Regions from separate parts of the Mus musculus genome. Here region 1 is linked to region 2. Evidence: chromatin contacts called from public Hi-C data. All regions are on one chromosome and are shown on one strand. Each heading gives the region's core, a stretch centred on a gene start, on an enhancer-like site or on the middle of the called end of the contact. The rest is flanking DNA. Distances are from core to core; before and after follow the strand shown.

What was found. A called contact is a pair of places that touch in the nucleus more often than the background predicts.
Region 1: a Hi-C map of brain shows a contact between it and region 2, with 3 times the contacts expected there. The contact joins the promoter of 9330198N18Rik here to the enhancer-like site in region 2. A contact is called at or near these places in 1 of 15 datasets of contacts at CTCF or cohesin (the NIH/3T3 cell line), 5 of 484 Hi-C or Micro-C datasets (the G1E-ER4 cell line, bone marrow-derived macrophages, brain and 1 more) and 1 of 115 datasets of contacts at active chromatin or transcription factors (embryonic stem cells).

Annotation. Positions count from the first base shown.
Region 1 is chr2:30,628,188-30,630,890 of GRCm38.p6, reverse strand. It overlaps 9330198N18Rik (a long non-coding RNA gene), which reads right to left and starts at 1,332. Exons shown (of 3, transcript XR_003954017.1): 1 at 1,146-1,332.
Region 2 is chr2:30,502,902-30,505,601 of GRCm38.p6, reverse strand. No RefSeq gene overlaps it. Among named protein-coding and RNA genes, the nearest start is that of Gm39781, 6.4 kb to the right of the region's middle. Within about 2 kb of position 1,426, at least 26 of the 459 cell types and tissues checked have an H3K27ac peak or open chromatin away from gene starts, as enhancers often do. A contact at or near this core is called in brain and nephron progenitors, where this site is marked.

The DNA of each region.
Region 1 (2,703 bases), core at 83-2,582, 130 kb before region 2:
CTTCTATTAAATATGCAACCGAAAAGGGAAGCTCCCCCCACCCAGTAGGAAATCATCAAAGCAGCACTGATTTCCCATGTTTAGAAAACCTTGTGTGTATGCACATATGCTGGTGCCCACAGAGGCCAGAAGCAGGTGGCTGAACCCCTGGGGCTGGAGTTCCAGGGAGCTGCCCCTCCTGGGTGCTGAGAACCAAACTCTAGTCCTCTTCAAAAGCTGACGCTCTATGGGCTCAGCCATCTCTTCAGCCCCTTGTCTTGACTTTGAAGATTGGAAGCAGTTCTAAGTGTGTGTGTGTGTGAGTGTGTGTGTGTGTGAGTGTGTGTGTGTGTGTGTGTGTGTGTGTGTGTGTGTGTTTAGGCACCCACAAGTGTGCAGGTGCACATGGAGGCCAGATGTTAACATCTGGATACTTGTTTTGATCCCTGGTCTCCCTGGGACCTGAGACTTGCTGACTAGGCTGTCTGGTCAGGAGCTGCCTGTCACCTGCCTCCCCAGCACCGGGATTACAAGTGATTCCTCATGTCAGGCTTTTTACAGAAGTGTAGTAAAAAGTGCAAAGCTAGCACTTTCCCAGCCTGCCATCTCCCCCAGCCCTGAGTTTAAATCAACATTTCCACAAAGTGTTGCATGGGCGTGGCCCCTGGACAGTCCTGCTTTGCCTGACCACAGTCATTAGTGTTCACACTTCCTGACTCTCTCCCTTTAGGGGGATGCTCTTGCAAGATGCTGGCTCGACCAATCCCATGCAGCAGAGATGCTGTGAACCTTTCAGGCCCAACCTTCAGACGTCATGTAGCTCCAGCCGGAGCTGTGTTAGGTCAGTTAGTCTTGTGTCTAGGAGCTGGGTACAGGCTAAGGAGGGTCAGGTGGGGTTGCCCACCAGGGAGGGAGGGAGAGCCCACTGGGTAGCCAAGGTCACATGGTGAGATGCAGGGAAAGACATCATAATGTCTGCCTCCAGTTACAATAGGGAGATGATGGCATCCTCCTCCCAGAGCTGTGGGTACAGCTCACTGGTAAACAGCCTACCTAGCATGCACAAAATCCTAGGTTCTATCTCAAACAACACAACACACACACACACACACACACACACATACACACACACACTCACATAGAAAGGGAAGAAGAGAGATGGGTACCAGGGGAATGCTGGAAGAAGATATCGATCTGCCAAGGACAGAGGGCTTAGAAGACGCCAGCTCTGCCAACATCTCCTCTTAGAATTGTGTCCTCTGGAACTGAGAAAACGCGTTTCTATTTTGTAAGCCAGCCAGCCTGTGGTCCTTCCTTACTGCAGCTCTAGCCAACCCAGGTGAGGGTAACCATGGCAACCAGCCCAGGCAGCAGCAGCAGCAGCAGCAGCAGCAGCAGCAGCAGCAGCAAATGCCCTTGAAGCTAGGCTTACAAAACTGAGAACAGTGAGCAACTAAGTCCAAGGTCACACATGGCCAGGGACAGGACCAAGGTGTGGCTCAACGTCTCAGGAGGAAGAACGCTTTCTTTAGTCATCCGAGACACAGCCCAGTGAGACCACAAACCCATCAGCCACAGGAAAGGCTGGAGAACATTGTTGTTATAGCATAGTCAAGGCAATTAAAGCAAGCATTCATCAGTCTGAACCCTCTTTCAGCTAAATTGCCTTTCGAGAGCGGGAGCAAGGCTGGGAGAGACGGCTCAGTCAGCAAAGTGCTTGCTGTAGCAGTACGGTGCATGCTGTTCCGATGCATGCAAGTTCAGATCCCCAGAACCCACATAAAAACACCAGACATGCTCACGCAGACCTGACAGGAGGGATCCCCGGGGCTTGCTGGGAGCCAATGTAGCCAATTAGTGAGCTCCAGGTTCAGTGAGGGTCCTTGTCACCAAAAATAAGGTGGAGGTGCTAGAGAGATGCCTCTGTGGGTAAGAGCACTTATCCGTGCAAACAGGAGGATCTGAGTTCAAGTCCCCACACTCACATATAAAGCAGGGCCCAGCTGGGTATCCCTGTAACCTTAGCACTGGGTAATAAGGAAGGGTGTACCCCAGGAACTCAGAAGTCAATGGCTAGCCAATCTAGGTAAATGAGTGAGACACACTGTCTCGAGGAAGTAAGACAGAGAGCAACAGAAGAAGGTGTCCAGTGTTAACCTCTGACCTGTACGTACGAGCGTGCGCGCGCGCGCACACACACACACACACACACTCCAGGGAATGGAGGCAAAAGCAACATTCTGAATTCTGATAGACTAAAGAGCATCAGTGCTTGTGGATCTTGGCAGACAGAATGGGTGAAAGATGACAGAGAAGCTGCGGGCCAGCATCAAGTGTGACATGTAAGCGGTCACGGGCAAAGACAGCAAAGCATGACTCACATCTGAGGGAGAATGGCAGCCGAAGTGACAGATGCTGGCTTGGAGCAGAGTAGAAATAAAACACTCCGGAGCGTGATAGTGATAGAGACAGGACCCAGCTCAATCTCGCCACCGTGTACAGGCGGGAAAGCACACAAAAAGTACTGGCTCAGATTATTATTGAAGTCAATCAAGCCCAGAAAGAACTAGGAAGTAATATCGAGGGTAGTAGAGATAGCTCAGTTGGGAGACTACTTGCCAAGAAGTCATGGATCCCTGGGCTTGAATCTCAGTACCACAGGAACCCAGCATGGGGGTACATAACCTGTAATTCCAGTACTGTGGAGGATCGGAAGTTCAGGGT
Region 2 (2,700 bases), core at 177-2,676:
AGTGTAGGTGACCTTCCGTGGCCTCTGTGAATGCAAAGAAATGGGTCCAGGGGAAGAGAAGTCATTTGTATGTTGTTGTTGTTTTGTTTTGTTTTTAGGAAGGGTCTCACTCTGTAGTCCTGTCTGGCCTGGAGCTCACTATAGAGACCAGGTTGGCTTCACACTTGCAGCAATCCTCCTGCCTCTGCCTCAAAATGCTGGGATTACAAGCATGAGTCTCCACAGCTAACAGCACATGATTCTAGAGACAGAATTCCTCCTTGAGACCCTGACCCTGATCATGTGTTTTCCTTTTCCATCCCAGAAGACTGGCCATGTGTGTGTTCCTGCCTGCGCCCCCCACCCCGCCATTTTTGAAGAGTTCCCAACAGTTCAGGGTCATAGAGTTCCCCAGCCCCCATGGGCCCCACTCATCAACAGCTTGCCTGGGGTGGGGACAGGGGAGAGTCATCTAGTCCTCTGTGTGTGTGTGTGTGTGTGTGTGTGTGTGTGTGTGTGTGTGTGTGAGATCCCCTGTGTGAGATCCCCCCGTGTGTGATTCCCTGTGTGTGTGTGATCCTTCTGTGTGTATGTATGTGATCTTCCTCTGTGTGTGTGTGTGTGTGTGTGTATGTGCTCGAGATTCCCCTGTCCCCATCCCCCATTTCTCCAGACCCTGCTCCCACCACCCAGATTAGCCCTGAGCCTGAACCTGACAGCACCTTCTCCCAGTTACCCTGCACTCTGCTTCCTATGCCTGTGGCTAGGCCACCCTCACATCCTCCTTAGGTGGTTCTGTGCCTGGCCATTTCCTACAAAAGGAAGGGAAGGCTGGAGTCACCTGCTCACACCAGCCAATGAGCACGTGGTATCAGGGTCAGCACCCCCTCGGTTTCAGCCAGGACCCCATTGCCAGCCTCAGTTTTCCTCTCTGTAGGTGTAGATGATGAGGCCTCCTTTTCAAGTTGGTTCTCCATATTGATCCCTCCCTCCCTGGAGAGGCTCTGTGTCTGCCCCTGGCTGGAAAAGCAACCTTGATCTGAGATCAGGCTAATCCCTTCCTCCGGTTTCCCCAGAAAAAGGGGAGTGTGAAGTTGGAAGCAGAACCGAGCTATGTCACTCCCTATTCTTCAGGGGCTGAGGGTTCTGCCCACCTGTCAGCACAGGGCCCAGCAGGCCACCGATAATGGAAGAAGGCGGGGCCTTCCATCTCCTTGTTCTTCCTACTCAGTCCTGGGGATGTGTGTGTGCATGTAGTGTATGTATGTATGTATGTATGTATGTATGTATGTGTGTGTCTTTGTGCATGTATTACTGTGTCTTTGAGTGTGTCTGAATGTATGTATTTGTGTGTGTGTGTGTGTGTGTGTGTGTGTGTGTGTGTGTGTTTAAATTCCAGCCGCAGAGCTGTGCATTCCCATCCGGGCCTCCTGCCTCCTCCCACCTCCTCACTGGTGGCTGTCTCACGACAGACATTTTTAGTGGTGACAGCTGGCCTTGTGGAACTCAGCTGAGTACGGGAATGAAGTTTTTTTCTTTCTTTCTTTTTTTTTTTTTTTTTTTAAAGAACGAGGCAAACCACGGCCACTTTAAATAGCTGTGCAGAGAGGAAAGGCGAGGCAGGAAGGCGCGGGCCGAGCTTCTTAGTGGAGGGGAAACCGAGGCCAGATCGAGGGGGCAGACGACCCTGCCTTGCCACAGCTTGTGAATGGCAGGGCTGCAATCCAAACCTGCGTGGGCAGATCCCCATCAGCCACCTTCCGGCTGAGCTCACCAGCACTACAGCCACCCCTGAGCACCAGGAGAAGGGACTGACTGATGCCGGGTCCCCGGGACCCGGCTGCACCCACCTATCCTTCTGCAGGTTGGGCCTGGCCTCCAGGTGCCAGGCATCCTAGGTGGACCGCCCTCATGGCTGCTCCTCCCCCCTCACCAGACTCAGATCCTGTCACTTTTGTCCCCTCTGAAGCTGTGAGTGGTTGACAACTCGGTTATCCACGTGCTACCCTCACAAATGGTCCCACAGCATCCACCCTGTTCCTTGGCAACAGACACATTGCCAGCATCTGGTGGAGCTGGGATGACCTAGGTTCAAGTCCTGCCTCTTCCACCTAAGAGCCTCTAGCTGCAGCTCTGTGAAGCTGGAATCTGAGTGGGTGGGTGGGTGGGGCTGCGGGTCGCGCATGCTCAATGCTGGAACCACCTTGCATGGGGGGGGGGGCAAAAGTAGCAACCGTGTGTGTGTGTGTGTGTGTGTGTGTGTGTGTGTGTGTGTGTGCCACGCGCGCGAGTGCATGCATGTTCTGCTCCACCCCCATCCAAGCTGTATTTCTGGACCTGAATCCCTTCACATGTACCACTCCTAAGAGGACCAACAAAGCCTTGGGAGGCATTTAGGCTGGGAGTAGGGTGCCAGTGCACTTGTTCCTTCTTGTTCTAGTGTCACTACAGGTCATTGCTCCCCTCTCACACACCCCTGTGCCCCCCAGACACTGTGATGTAACCACACACAAACACACACATACACACACACACACCCCAGTATCCCTCTCCCCCAAGTGGTGCATCAGGGGTGTAGACCAGGGAGCCCTCCCTCAGCAGAATACCACCCTGTGTCAGAGAAAAGCAGTAGGACACCTAACAGGAAGAGTGAACACAGCACGACTGTCCCCATCCTGGGTTACCCCGGTGCAGGTGCCAACATGCACCTCTGTATGTCTC